Linked DNA regions of Mus musculus: region 1 is linked to region 2. Evidence: chromatin contacts called from public HiChIP or PLAC-seq data. All regions are on one chromosome and are shown on one strand. Each heading gives the region's core, a stretch centred on a gene start, on an enhancer-like site or on the middle of the called end of the contact. The rest is flanking DNA. Distances are from core to core; before and after follow the strand shown. Region 1 overlaps 2610035D17Rik (RIKEN cDNA 2610035D17 gene). Region 2 has its middle 120 kb from the start of Gm39467.

Region 1 (6,932 bases), core at 3,966-6,465, 140 kb before region 2:
CTGCTGCTGCCCAGGTTGATGAGATAATTACTGTCAAGAAAAAGGCTACAGAATGTGGTAGAGGCTCCCTGGAATACTTAAAGCCCTTTGTGTCAACCTCTGGGCTTGTGTGTGTGTGTGTGTGTGTGTGTGTGTGTGTGCTGGAAAGAGAGGCACCACCATTTTGAAATGATATCCGGTAAAGACGTCTCCTTCCTGGTGCTTTCTGGGTTGTAGAGAAGGTAGTTTAAGATGGGACACATTAGGGACATGGCTCAGTCAGTTAAGTGCTTGTCTTGCAAGCACGGGGACTTGAGTTTAATCTTTATAACCTTATATATAACCAATGTATAATTCTTATATATTGAACAAAAATCAGGCAAGTAGGCGTGCAGTTCCAATCCTTGCACTGGGGAGATTGAGACAGGCAGATTCTTGAAGCTCTCTGGCTCTCTAGCCTAGGCTATCTGTAAGTTCCAGGTCAGACCCTGCTATAAAAAACAAAGGTAGATGCCATCTGAGGAGTATCACACCTGAGATTGCCCTTTGTCCGCTACACGTGTGTATGTACAGTTACACACGTACACACACATGTATGCACACATGCAAACACTTATTTGAGGTTAGTGATGGTTAAATATATTTAGCAATAAAACTTGTTTTAACTATTTTTTAAGTGTACAGTACAGTGGCATTTCGACAGTCTGTTCAATACATTCATGTGACCTCATCACACCACCTATCCACAAGATGGGTTTTTCCTCATATAGAATCAAAATTCTACCTATTAAAGCCCAGCTTTCCAGACTCCTCTCCCCATCAAGATGTTGTCAGTTGTACTCTACTTTTGTCAGAGTTGATTAGGGACTTCCTGTGAGCAGAATCATGATATAATTGTTCCCCTGTGATGATCTTACTACAGTTAGCTAACCTCCTCGAAGGCGGCAGGTTGTTTTTTCTTTTGTAAGGCAGGATGATCCTCTGTTGAGTGGACTATCACTTAGACCACTTATAGAACAAATCCTTTAGAAAGCCATCTTCACTTTGCAAGCATCAAGCATCTCCTGCACTGACTCAGCACCTATCATGCTGCCTGGAAGCGTCCAGGTGGAGTTTTGGTGGTTAGATGGGGAGCAGGAGCTTGCCAAGGGGAAAGTGGACTCAGTCAAGGCTGTCTTGTGAGGTTGCTCATCTCCACTGTTCACTACACAGAGAGCTTTGAGGTGTGGCCTAATGATTCTGCCTTTTAGCCTGCCACCTTCCAGCCAGCCACCTTTCCTACATTTCTGGAAATGAGATTAGACTTGCTTAGCCTGGACATAATGGCCACATGGTGACATAGTTTTTGACATCAGTGGTTGGCAAGGACAAGGGCATATAGGACCAGTTTATCGCTTCCAGAGTTAGTAGACTCTGAAAATGTTGTATGTGATGGATAAGATATATTTTTGGAATGACATAAGACTCTTAAATACTATTTAAAAAAATTTTTTTTTAATTAGGTATTTTCCTCATTTACATTTCCAATGCTATCCCAAAAGTCCCCCATACCCACCCCCCCAATCCCCTCCCCCCTACTCCCCCTTTTTGGCCCTGGCGTTCCCCTGTACTGGGGCATATAAAGTTTGCAAGTCCAAAGGGCCTCTCTTTCCAGTGATGGCTGACTAGGCCATCTTTTGATACATATGCATCTAGAGACAAGAGCTATTTTAAGAGAATAAAAAAATCTAAAATGTGAGGAGGAATTAACTGAGTCTTTACTTAAAAGACCAGATGGAAGCTACTAGAAAATTCTTAGATATAATAAACACTTTTAGTAAATCTGCAGGGTTCATAATCAACATAAAAGTCTCATTAATAATAGCTAAAACATTATAAAGTGCCAGGTAATAAGCCTTCCTAAAGAAGCGAAAGACGGCTTACAATAGCAGTCTTCGTCTGGACCCCCTGGACAGACGTCTCCTTGACTTGCTTCTTCTCGTTGCTCTTTGGTAACATGTGGTATACAATACCACCCTCATCCTGCTGTGGATCGGAGCTCTTTACCTTGAAGGGTAGTTCAAAGGCTGGAACATTCTAGATGGGAGTCCCATTTCAAGTCCCTGGATTTGTTTCTAGTCTGTACCACTTGTGTTATACAGACTTACTCATCTCATAGTTTCTTTGAACTGACTTCCTTAGATGTTCATTTGTATCTTCAGCCAATCCTTGTGACTATTCTTTCTGTTCTGACCATTGAAGCATGGAAGTATGACACACATTGAGGGGTAAACAAAATTTCCAACATTGTATACATTCTGCTTATACCTTCTATTGTAAATGGAATCATGTCATCAGATGGTTACATCAGGGGAGGCTCCATTGGTCTCTACTTCTCTGGTGGTATAATGGAAAGGTTGACCAGATGCCCCTGTGATTCTTCACAGATTTCCCTGTTTCCTTTCCTGCTGAGCTTTTGAGTATAACACCTTAGCCCTGTAGCTAGGTCTCTTGTATGTAAGCTTTTGGGTTCAGGTTTCTTGTCAAATATCTAGCTTTCTTTTCCTTGACTACCAAGAAAGGTTGTGTTTAACTTCTCAAATGTTTTTAAAGATCTAATTTATTTTTAATTATGTGCATGTGTGCATATGAATGTGTGTGCCCATGGAGGACTGAGGCACCAGATTCCCTGGAGTAGTGGTTATAAGTAATTTTGAGTCTCCTGACATAGGTGCTGGGAATGAACTGGGTTCTCTGCAAGGGCAGTAAGTGTTTTTAATCTCTAAGCCTGCTCTTCAGCCAATATTTGACTCTTGACAGCTCTTCATTTGTATTTGTCTGTGTCAGGTGTGTTCTTTGTACACATAGGTATTCATTTTAAGCTCTTGGGTGCAACTTTCCTGTGTATACATATTTTCCTCTAGTACAGGGAATTCTAACAATCCTAGATGCTCAAGGCTTGTTGGTGGTGAATGGATGTGTGTGTGTGTGTGTGTGTGTGTGTGTGTGTGTGTGTGTGTGTAATGGATGGCTTTGGAGAGATGTTGAGTGGAGGGTCCCTGACCTCTCAAGAGGATGGTGGCTGCTTTCAGACATTTGCCGTTTATGTTGCTAATAGAACTTCCAAACCATCACAGCTTTTTAAGGTAAGACTCAAATGATGAAAAATCAAGACATACTTTTCAAAGTAAGGATAATGATTGAATCTTTAAAATAAAACAGGACGGGCAGAGATTCATGGGGATGAACAGAGGCATCTGTGAGATTGCTGACTGGCATAGCCATTGGGAACCTCATCAACGGAACAGGAGAAAATGATGAGCCTCCAGGATAGTTTGGAGAATTCTACTGAACAGAGCCTAGGGGAAACCTATATTGTGTCCTGGTTTCCTTGTGGCCAACTATGAATGTGAATCCTTGGGTCTCTGCTTCCCTGATGGCACAATGAAGAGGTTGACCAGATGGCCCTGTGGTTTTTTCATAGATATTGCTGGTTCCTACCAAGTTCAGCCCTTGTGTGTACCACCCCAGGCCTGTAGCAGAGTCTCTAGTGTAAGCCCTTGGGACCAGTTTCAATAAAGTGTTTAATACACAACCTTGCAGACTCTTGCAAACCTTTCTGGGTAACACTTACTTCATTGCACTTTTAAAAATGAATAAAAAAAGGGAGGGGGGAGAGAAAGAAAACTCTGCTTAGCAGGCTCAGCGTAATTGAGGTTGACAGATGTCACTCAGAATTTTATTATTTAAAGCCACAATGATTTTCCAAATAACCTAAAAATATATAATCCAACCTCAGAATAGTGTCCTGTAACAGAGGCAGGCAAGCCTGTAGGAAATGAAGTCATGATCTTGGCACCCCTCGAGTGCTGGTTCAATGGCTTTGAACACTTTTATGTTCTCGGAGAAATACATGAACATGGAGCCAGCCATATCCAGTTACTCAGCGGGGCTGCCAGGGCCTCGGAGAACCAGGGTGTCTTGGGTGTTTTTCCCTGGCTCCTCAGTCAGCACAACACCTCTTCTGGTTCCTGTAAGGAGATTTTTTTTCTTTATTCTATGAAGGCAGGTCTTGCCATGCAATGATGTGCACAGATTTTCAAGATTAAGTCTATAGGTGGGATTGCTGTATTCAGATCATCACCATCCCGCTAGGTGCCAGAGACTTCTAGAAGGAATCTAAGATGCATATGGTTTCTCCCATCGTCAATCCACATTTATTTCTTTAATCTGCATGTATTTTATTCCTCATAATTATTATACATTATTTGCATCAGTGACATGAATTCATAATCATTAACAATATACCAACCTGGCAAGAGATATTGTATTATCCAATAGATGTGGATATTGAGGCTCAGAGTTTGGAGTTTACCTAGTGTATAAGAGTGAGGAGATACCGGGATGGGGCTTTGGGTCTGGGTGAGGTAGATTGGAGTTTTAGAGCTGACATGCATTTCATCAATGGTAAATATTCTGAGCCCTGGGACACTGGTGGGGCCATGTCACCTTGCTTAGTTAGCTATTGTGTTACTTTGAGTTTTGTTTTTAGATAACAGGGTCGGGTCTTGCTGTGTACCTCAAGTTGCCTATGTGATTCCTCCCTTGAATATATAGCCCTCCCACCTCAGTCTACCAGTGTTGAGATTACAGGCCGGGGCCACGAAACCTAGCTCAAAGTCCGGCCCTCTAAGATGAGTCTCTGAGGTGGACACGTGGATCTGGTGGTCTGACAAGGCAGTTAGAAGCCAGGCTATGTTCCACGTGGCGGTACCTGGAAGAACCAGGCTGGAAGTTCGCTCACAGATGGGTGTCCCGGAAGCATCTCCGGGTGGCTTCCGAGCCGGAGGAGAGGCCACAGGGCTGCCAGCATGGGCCTGGCTGTATTTGGTTTTCTCTGACTGGATCTTTGTTTGCCTGCAGGCTTCGGCTGCCCAGGCTCTCGTGCCCTAGCTTCCTCTGCGCTGCATGAAGCGCTAGCCTGGTTAAGTAAACACTGCTAGAATATTACCTGTCTGTTAACCTGTCAAAATTGCTTTATAGCCCCTTTTATCTCTCTCCCCACCCCCACCCCCACCCCCACACAGAATTTCCCCAGAGTTCTCAGCACGCTCTCTGGTTCCTTTCCTTCCAGCCTTCCTCCAACCTACAAAGTGTCCCCACCCCCAGTCATTAAATATTGTCAGTTCTGCCACTGACGCCGCCTTGTTCGCCTGGTCCAGATAAATGGTTGTTGACTCTCTAATGCAGACCAAGGACACTGGGCTCCCAGCCTCATGAAAGTAGCCATGGTGCCTGCCAGGTGGGCCGAGGCCAGGGGGCTGCAGGGTGCGGGCTGCCTGAGCCCAGGAGGCCGCTCTAGCTCCTGGCCAGCAGCTGGCTGCTGGCGCCCTCCTTCCTTTCCTCCCGCCTGCCCCACCCTCTCTCTAAACATGACTGTATAAACTTGAGGGTCTTAGGGGAACGTCCAGTTCTGAGCCCAGTGGTCACAGAGCCCGAGCCCTGGCTCCATGCATACGTCTCATGCTTGATTGAACAAGGTCAGAGGCTCTTTAACAGAGAGTTGCTTCCTTTTTAGCTGTGGCAGAATGCATATAATATCAAATCAACAGTTTTAACCATTTTGCACAGTATAATTCAGCTGCAATAAGGACATTCACAGTATAGTATAGTTCTTACCACTGTCGCCTTTCTTAAGCTATAATTGCTATGCAAAAGTTGCATGTACTTGATAGACGCAATTTTGAAGGGTTTGGACATAGACACATACCATTCCAAAGGAAAGGGCACACCCATCAGGCCCTTGTCCCCATCCTCACCAGGTAGTCTGCCCCACCCATAGCAACCACCGCACTGTTCGTCTGTGCCATGCATGGATTTGCCACACAGCATCGCTGTGTGCCCTGTGTTCCTCTTACTGAGCAGGATAGCGTCAAGGTCCTGCCATCCATGTTTGCCTTCCAAAACCCAGGTCTTCCAAGGAACAGTGTGGCGACTGGTAGGAGCTGGTGGGTGACTCAACTTGTCTCTGGCAGCAGCTCCTTATTCCTGGCATGAGCTCCTGGTGTCACCGTCAATGGCTGAGTCGTCCCCCCCCCCACCTCCGTGTGTTCAGCGAGGTCATTCCTAATTTGCTGAAACGGCCAGGTCTCTCTTTTCCTTCTTCCCACAGTTACTGTCCTCCCAGGTTCTGTTTCCAAACCTGACATATCATGTGAAAGTCATGTATAACATTAGGGTGTGGGGTTGGAGTCCTGGCTCTACAGTCGCCTGGCTTTGTGATGTTGGTATCTCCACCCACAGAACAAGATGGGTGATCCACCTCCAGGGCCATGGTGAGTTCACTAACAGCAGTCAGTCACTGGGTCTGGTACCTGTGATATGGATATGTACAACCTACTGGCTATCAGTAAAATCTGGACTCAAGAAATTATCAGTATGGAACCCTCCACTTCTACCCTGTTGATGTTTGCCATGATTTTTGAGCGTTTGGAAAATTCTAGAAAGTTCATAGGACTTCAGCGTGTCTTTAAATTAGATGCACATTTGTAGTTTTCAGGACTCAGATCTGGGACAAAGAGGAAGTCTTGCTTCTACCCAAAACAGCAACTAAGTGGCCCTGTTTCTTCTTTCTTTTTTTTCTCATTTTTCTTTTGCCATCCTGTCTTTGGACTTTGTCCCAATCCACAGCCATTTTACATTCTCTCGTGTTTCAGTTTCACCAAGCTGACCTTGCAGGGCCATGGCCACAGGTGTATTAATCTTGGGTGACATGCAATGGGTTCCAGAAAGTAGAAAAGGATTCATAGGTCCCCCTGAGCCTCTTGCCCCTTTGTATGTTGGCAGAAAGCTAACTTTATGGACTCAAGTATGGTTCTGAGAAGTTGATTATTATGTTTATGCTGTTTATTGTTATATATTTATAATCTGATTAATCACGGTTGTTTATTTATCCTATGAGCTCACACTAAAGG
Region 2 (6,939 bases), core at 3,146-5,645:
TCTACGTTGATATTAATGATAGGAATGAGAGCTTTGATGAATGGAACTTTTAGGGTATCTGAGCACCCAGCCTCAACCCTTTACCTATATAATTCCCCCTTTTCAGTCACCGACGCAGGATCACACGAACCCAGACTGGATCTGAGCTGGCTTGCAAGCCTGGAACCCTCACAGTGAGTGGCCTCCAATAAGTATAAGTCTATGGCTACGGATACGTGTGATTAATCTTTATCTTGAACATGATTGGATTTGGAGTTGCCCAGGAGACAGACCTCTGGGTTTTTGTGAGGCTTTTTTCAGAGAGGTTTAATTGGGGAAGGAAGACATGAAGGTGGGTGGTACCGTCCGGGAAGCTGGGGTGCCATTCTGAATAGAAAGGAGTGGGGTGGGCAGCAGAGAACTCAAGCTCACAGCATCTTTCTGTCCACGGACACAGTGTGATCAGCCTTTGTCACACCTCTGCCACAGTGACATGATGGGCTGTGTCCCTTCTTACACTGAGAGCCAAACCAAGCCCTTCCTTTCTTTAGTGTCTTCTGTCACAGCGAGGAGAAAATGAACTAACACACTATGCTTCCAAATCCGGCTTTGGAAGAGGGTGTCTGTCGGCGGTGGAGAAGCACCCTCGGAATTATTTACCGATGGTTTGGGTGGAATTGATGTACCAGCTTTGGATCGGTGGATCTGGATACACGTCCTTGCTGTGTACCTGCGGTATCTGCAACCATCACCTTAGCCCATCTAAAAAAAAAAAAGAAGAAGAAGAAGAAGAAGAAGAAGAAGAAGAAGAAGAAGAAGAAGAAGAAAAAGAAAAGGGCTAACCTAACCTAACCTCCCTGGATGGCTGATGTTTTCCATGTACCATGAGTGCCCGGCTTTGTAAACACTGGGCGCCAGAGACTCCTTGCTGGTGGCCTAGTTCCACGAAGCTTGACCTGGTTTTTCCCCCTGGATCATAGTTTGCGATTTTCTTCATGACGTGGTTGTAGGCCTTTTTGAAGTGATCTACCCTAAACAAACCATGAGCAGGAAGTCTTCCGTGGAACAGGACCATACCTTTAAGCGTTAGGCCAGTGTCCTCCATCCAGGAACTCCCAACTATTCTGAACTTCCTTCTCCCAGAGAAAGATCACCTGGGGCCTCTGAGGACTCCTGCCTTCTGTAATGGTTAGAAAGAAAAGTGGATGCTAACCTAACCTGTGTTCTCTGACCATGGCTCCTTCAGGATGTCTGATGGCCTCCTGGAGAGCCCAGAGGAAGGAAGGGCCTCCTGCCTTGGTGTAGGGTAGCCCTGCCAGTTTCCAAGCAGGACGACCTTAGTCTGAGCCCCTTTAATCCGACAGCTGAGTGCAATGAGCCAGGGACCAGGCCCCAGAGGCGGGCTTTTGTGCCAGGCACTGGTGTTCTCTGTCCTCTCTGGGTGGTAGGGAGGTGGCTGCCTGGCACTTCAGAGCTGGCAGAAGATGGGAAACAGAATGTGGAGGCACAGGCTTCAACTGGTTGCCCACTTCTTGGCGGGACCTCTGTTGGTCTGAGCCCATCAGGTGAAGGCAGGTTGGAGAAGCTGTGACCAACCGCCTGCATTTCAAGCCTCGTGCTAGCTCTTGGCACCCTGTTTCTCTCTAACTCTCCGTACCCTATTTCTCAGTCAGTCCTGCCCATCTGCCCTTAGAATAACTAGAAGAAGGTGGCTCTGGAGGAGAGACAACATTGGGGTCAGATGAAGCAGCTGTAGTACTCTGTGCAGCCACTTGGATGGGGTGGCTCAGCAAGAGTTACTGACCTTCAGTTTCTTCATTTGTAGATGGAGGGAAAATCATCTAACATGCTCCTGGAGAGCTGAAATAATGTTACCGAATCTGTAGCCTAGAGCCTAGCACTCTGATCAGCCAAGAGGAAAGGCATCCGATACCTTGTATGTCATAAGCCTCTACATGCTAGGCTGTGTGCCCACTACCTTAGAGCCTTCGTCCTGTGGAGCCACCTTGGAGTTGAGTGACCTGAGGGTGTCTGCCCTCTTATTGGAAGAAGCCTGCCTAAGCTCAGCCAACTCATTCTGGAGTCCCTGATGAATGAGTCACGGGATCAGGCTGGCAATCAGACATCTCGCTGTTGACCACTGTTCCTGGCAGCAGCTGGGACCAGAAGGTGACCCACTGTCCTGTGTACAGACACATTTACTGGAAATAGTTGAGACTTAACATGATCATGGGAAAGATGACCCAGCCAAAAGGAAATCTCACCCTCCACACCCCTGCCTGCCCACGGTACACTCCTGAGCCTGTCTTTCAGGCTTGCATATTGATTGCCTCCAGTGACACAAACTCCATTGACTGAGGCCCTCGCATGCTAGCCTCCTGGTTCTAGAGAATCTGCTACCAGCCCAAGGGACAGGGCCTGAAGACCCTTGTGATTTCTCAGGGAGAATACCCCTGGACAAACTTGTGTGAGTTTCTGTCTAGTCAGGCCGCATCAAATGGAGCTAGCGGGGGTGAGCTTTAGGTTCTAGACTCTAATGCAAGCAATAGCTCCCTCCCAACTCCTGGATTAGTCTGCCAGTGGACTTTTCATGGGTGGGAGAGTGAGTTAATCTGCTGTCACTCCAGGCTGCCTTATCTATATCTGTGAAGCCCCCTCTTCTGGCTTCGAGTTGTATGGTATACAATGCCCCCATCACTTTGTTTGAATTTTTAAACTTGAAACTGTGTGCATGTGCGTATGCAGATGTGCATATCTGTGCACACGTGCAGAGGCTAGAGGAACAGGTCCAATATCTTGTACTATCAATTCTGCCTTGAGACAGAGTCCTCACTGACCTAGGAGTTAGGCTGGCAGCCGGCAGCCAGCAGCCAGCAGCCAGCAGCCAGCAGTCCCAGTGATCTTTTGTCTCCACTCCCCACAGCAATGGGGTTACCTGTGCACATGACGACACCCGGGTTTTATGTGGGTTCTTATGTTTTTCTCAGCAAGTGCTTTTAACCACTGGTCCATCTCTGCAGGCCCTGAATTTTTGGGGAGTGGGGATTGGGACAGAATCTCAGATAGTCCAGGCTGGCCTTAAACTCGCTGTGTAACCAAGGATGATTTGGAGCTTGTGGCCCTCCTAACTCTACCCGCGAGGTATCAGGATTACAGTGATGCTTACTTTATGTGATGCTGGAGATTGAACCCAGGGCTCAAGGCAAGCTAAGCAAGCACTGTACCAACAAAGCTACATCTCCAGCCCCGGTCCACCTGTGTCCTTAAAAGTCTTCCTCCCCAGCCCCAGAGCTCCTTGAAGGCACAGTCTGTTTGTTTCAGGTAACTCCAGGGCCCTTGACTGATGGGACAGGATGGCTAGGTGCTAGAGACTAAGCTGAGAGCTTATTTTGCTAGACACAGTACGGGTTTAGGAGGCCCCCTAGTCTTCTGAATGTCCTTAAGATGTTGCAGACTCGTAACATATCCTGAACTTGCTGAGTGCGTTTTGGGGGTGTCTTATGAGTTTTGCCTATACTGGGAAGCATGAAGTGGGTGGAGCAGTTCCATTCTGAGAGAATGTTCCGGGTGCCCCACGGGAGGAACCCCGAACTGACAGAAAGTGAGAAGCCACTGACAGCCCAAACGTAAGCTGCCCTGCCTTGGTGGGTGGCTGGTGGGTGGGTGTGAGGTAACTAGCTCAGGAGAAGCTGCAGTGGCTCTGTGTGGGAGGGGTGCATGGGAGGGTTGTGTGGGAGGGTGGCCACACCTACCCACTCAGCCAGCAGGAGTCAGCTCCTGGCTTAGTCAAAGCATGAGAGTGACAAATATCATCTAAGTTACCAGGTCCTGGGGACACAAACATTACTCGGGAGTCAAAAACCTGAGTTATTCATCATCGGGGACCTTCTCCCAGCAGGGCCCACAGCCTCTGGGGTTTTGTATTCCAAAGTGGAAGATTTGAGGTCACTTTCTTTTGGAGGAACGGCCAGGGGGACACCAGAGCAATTGTAGAAGCCTAACTACTCTCAGGATGGCAATCTTGCCTTCACTGACGGCCTTACCATGTGCCTTTATGCCAGCCACTCAGGGTCTCTGAATCCTTCCTATTGCAAATGGACAACTGTGCCTCTCAGAACCACTAGAGTTATGATAGCCCTGAGGTCTCAGGACAGCTACTCAAAGGTATCTTCTCCCAAACACGGGAAGAAGCCCAGGGCTGTTGATTGTTTGGAGTGGTGCTTAGGAGGGGTCAATGTGAGCACCACCCTGAAGCTCTCCACTGCTTCCCTTTAGCAGGATTGTCTAGAACTCTCTCTAGATCAAAACTTTGCTTTTGTTTATTTGCTTTGGCTTCTGATGGATACAAAGGGCCTCGTGAGGGTGAGGGGTAGGGAGCCTCCTGATAGCTGGGCAAAAAGCCCAACACTCCTGGCCTGGACACTCCCTCAAGGAAGCAAGGGGTTGTGGTGACCAGCACACTGCATGTGACTTCTCTGCAGACAGATGGACATGAGGTTTGGCAAACTTCCTGCGCCAATGACCTATTCAACTCCCATGGAACAGCCTGGTCCTGCCCCCAGGGGTGAGCTGGTCTGTTTGAGCTGGGCCAAGTTCTTGCTGAACCCGTGACAGAGTCCAGTCCCCAGTTGGTCTTGCCCCCGGTCATAGCCATCCTGAAATACTCTATAAGCCAATAGCACCATCTCCCTAGGGCCTCAGACTTACTCCAGATCCTTTGTGTTAGAGCACTGCTGATTGTTTTTGGAAGAAATAACAGCTTTATGCCTTCCAACCTGAGTATATACTACAAGGGAAGATATAGGAGAGATTGATGAGTAGATTAATATAAAAATATCAAGAACAAAAGGCCTATGTGATGTCATAGACTCTGAGTTATTCCCTTGGATCTTGCAATATAGTGTAGCAAGGCTCAGAACCACTAGGCTAGTGTAGGAAATTAGGAGTCTCCAAGGCGTCTTAGTTTTAGGGATCCCACCCAAGAACATTAAAGCCCACCCCACCCCACATTAAATGTAATTTCATAAGGGAAAGGGGAATGGGGGAAGGTAATAACTTTTGGTTGGTTCGAGAGTTAGGAAAAAAAATCTAACCTTGTGATTCCAGCTTGCTTTCTTTCTTCCTTCCTTCCTTTCTTTCTTTCTTTCTTTCTTCCTTCCTTCCTTCCTTCCTTCCTTTCTTTCTTTCTTTCTTTCTTTCTTTCTTTCTTTCTTTCTTTCTTTCTTTCTTTTTTTTTCTCTTATAACTGAGAGTTGACTAACGGCCATAGCAGACACTGCTATTTTGTAAATAGGTAACTTAAAATCTGTAATGGGAATTAAAGTTCTCTGTATTTGGGAACCAATAGTTTCCTTTCCTTTCCTTTCCTTTCCTTTCCTTTCCTTTCCTTTCCTTTCCTTTCCCTTTCCTTTCCTTTCCTTTCCTTTCCTTTCCTTTCCTTTCCTTTCCTTTCCTTTCCTTTCCTTTCCCTTTCTGTCTGTCTGTCTGTCTGTCTATCTTCCTTCCTTCCTTCCTTCCTTCCTTCCTTCCTTTCTTTCTTTCTTTCTTTCTTTCTTTCTTTCTTTCTTTCTTTCTTTCTTTCTTTCTTTCTTTCTTTCTTTCTTTCTTAAAAAAAGAGTTTCAAGTGTTTCCATGGGTCCTTGAAAGCCTCCAGTTGTTGACCACTGCCTGCGTCTGCTCAAAAAAGATCTTGCTAGATTCAGGCTGAGGTTTGCAAGTTTTGTGCAACAGGTGACTCGTGTTGTGTGTGTGTGGTGTTCCTGTGCACATGCATATGAGGTATGTGGGTGCATATGTGTGTTCCTGTGCACGTGTGTATGAGGTGTGTGTGTTCCTGTGCACATGTATATGAGGTATGTATGTGTGTGTGTGCATGTGTGTATATTCCTATGCACATATATATGAGGTTTGTGTGCCTGTGTGTGTGTTTCTGTGCACATGTGTATGAAGTGTGTATATGTGTGTGTTCCTAGTCATATGTGTGTGAGGTATGTGTATGGATGAGGTGTGTGTGTGCATGTGTGTGTTCCTGAGCACATGTGTACGAGGTGTGTGTGCATATATATGAATGAGTCTAGGTCTATTTCTCAGGTACTGCTCACCCTTTTCTGAGATAAGCTTTCTCACAGACCTAGGGCTAGCCAAGTAGGTTAGGCTGGCTGAGCAGCAAGCCCCAGGAACCCTCCTTTCTCCCATATTCTCAGCCCTTGAAGTACAAGAGTGCACCACCTCTCTTACAGGTTCTGGGGATCAAACTCAAGTCTTTGCACTTGTTTACTGAACAGTCTCCCCAGTTCCCCGCAGTATGGCTTCTTCGAGCCTCACTTTCTCCATCTGTAAATGGGGCTAATTTGCTCTCCTATTTCTACAGTTGTTGGGAAGGTTAGCTGTGATAATGAAGGAAAGTTCATAGTCTGGGGCTTGATTCTACTTATAATAGAGTTATCTGATTAAACATACTAGCATTAAAAATTCAAATGAACAAGACAGGTGGTTCTAGAATTTGGAAAACAAAATATTATTTGAATTCTGATGACTTTCTCCTAGTCTCCAGTAAGAGCCTGAAAGCACAGATCTAAATATACACATATTGTAATTACAAAGGGCTTCTTTCACTAAGAATTCAGGATAATTTCACTCTGTTTTAGGTTTGCCTTTGAATGCTTTGTGATGAAAGGATTAAGTAAGAATTAATGATGTAAACAGTATTGGATGGAGGAAGGGAGGTTATTTGGTCTACTTGAAGTAACAAGTTTTTCCAACCTTTAGAAACATCTCCTTACCAGCAAATTAGCGTTAATTAGTGCAGTTTCTTATCAGATCCACAGAACCTCTTCTTGGCTACAGCCTCAGAAGGACCTTGAACTTAAAAATAACCCAGGAATTTCTACTTCTGCATCGATCTGGGACCCAGGGCCTTGTTCACCCTGAACAGCCGTCCTCACTGAGAGCTGACCTCAG

The links. HiChIP or PLAC-seq counts read pairs in DNA pulled down with a chosen protein or histone mark.
Region 1: an HNF4G HiChIP or PLAC-seq map of pancreatic cancer cells shows a contact between it and region 2. The contact joins two enhancer-like sites. A contact is called at or near these places in 9 of 484 Hi-C or Micro-C datasets (the AML12 cell line, cerebral cortex, cranial neural crest and 5 more), 5 of 115 datasets of contacts at active chromatin or transcription factors (astrocytes, differentiating embryonic stem cells, neural progenitor cells and 2 more) and 1 of 9 other capture datasets (embryonic tail).

What each region holds. Positions count from the first base shown.
Region 1 is chr11:113,146,049-113,152,980 of GRCm38.p6, reverse strand. All of the region lies in intron 1 of 2610035D17Rik (RIKEN cDNA 2610035D17 gene), which reads left to right. The region is part of intron 1 of LOC115487747 (a long non-coding RNA gene); the gene reads left to right. Among named protein-coding and RNA genes, the nearest start is that of Gm39467, 15 kb to the right of the region's middle. Within about 2 kb of position 5,215, at least 34 of the 459 cell types and tissues checked have an H3K27ac peak or open chromatin away from gene starts, as enhancers often do. A contact at or near this core is called in pancreatic cancer cells, where this site is marked.
Region 2 is chr11:113,006,262-113,013,200 of GRCm38.p6, reverse strand. No RefSeq gene overlaps it. Among named protein-coding and RNA genes, the nearest start is that of Gm39467, 120 kb to the left of the region's middle. Within about 2 kb of position 4,395, at least 38 of the 459 cell types and tissues checked have an H3K27ac peak or open chromatin away from gene starts, as enhancers often do. A contact at or near this core is called in pancreatic cancer cells, where this site is marked.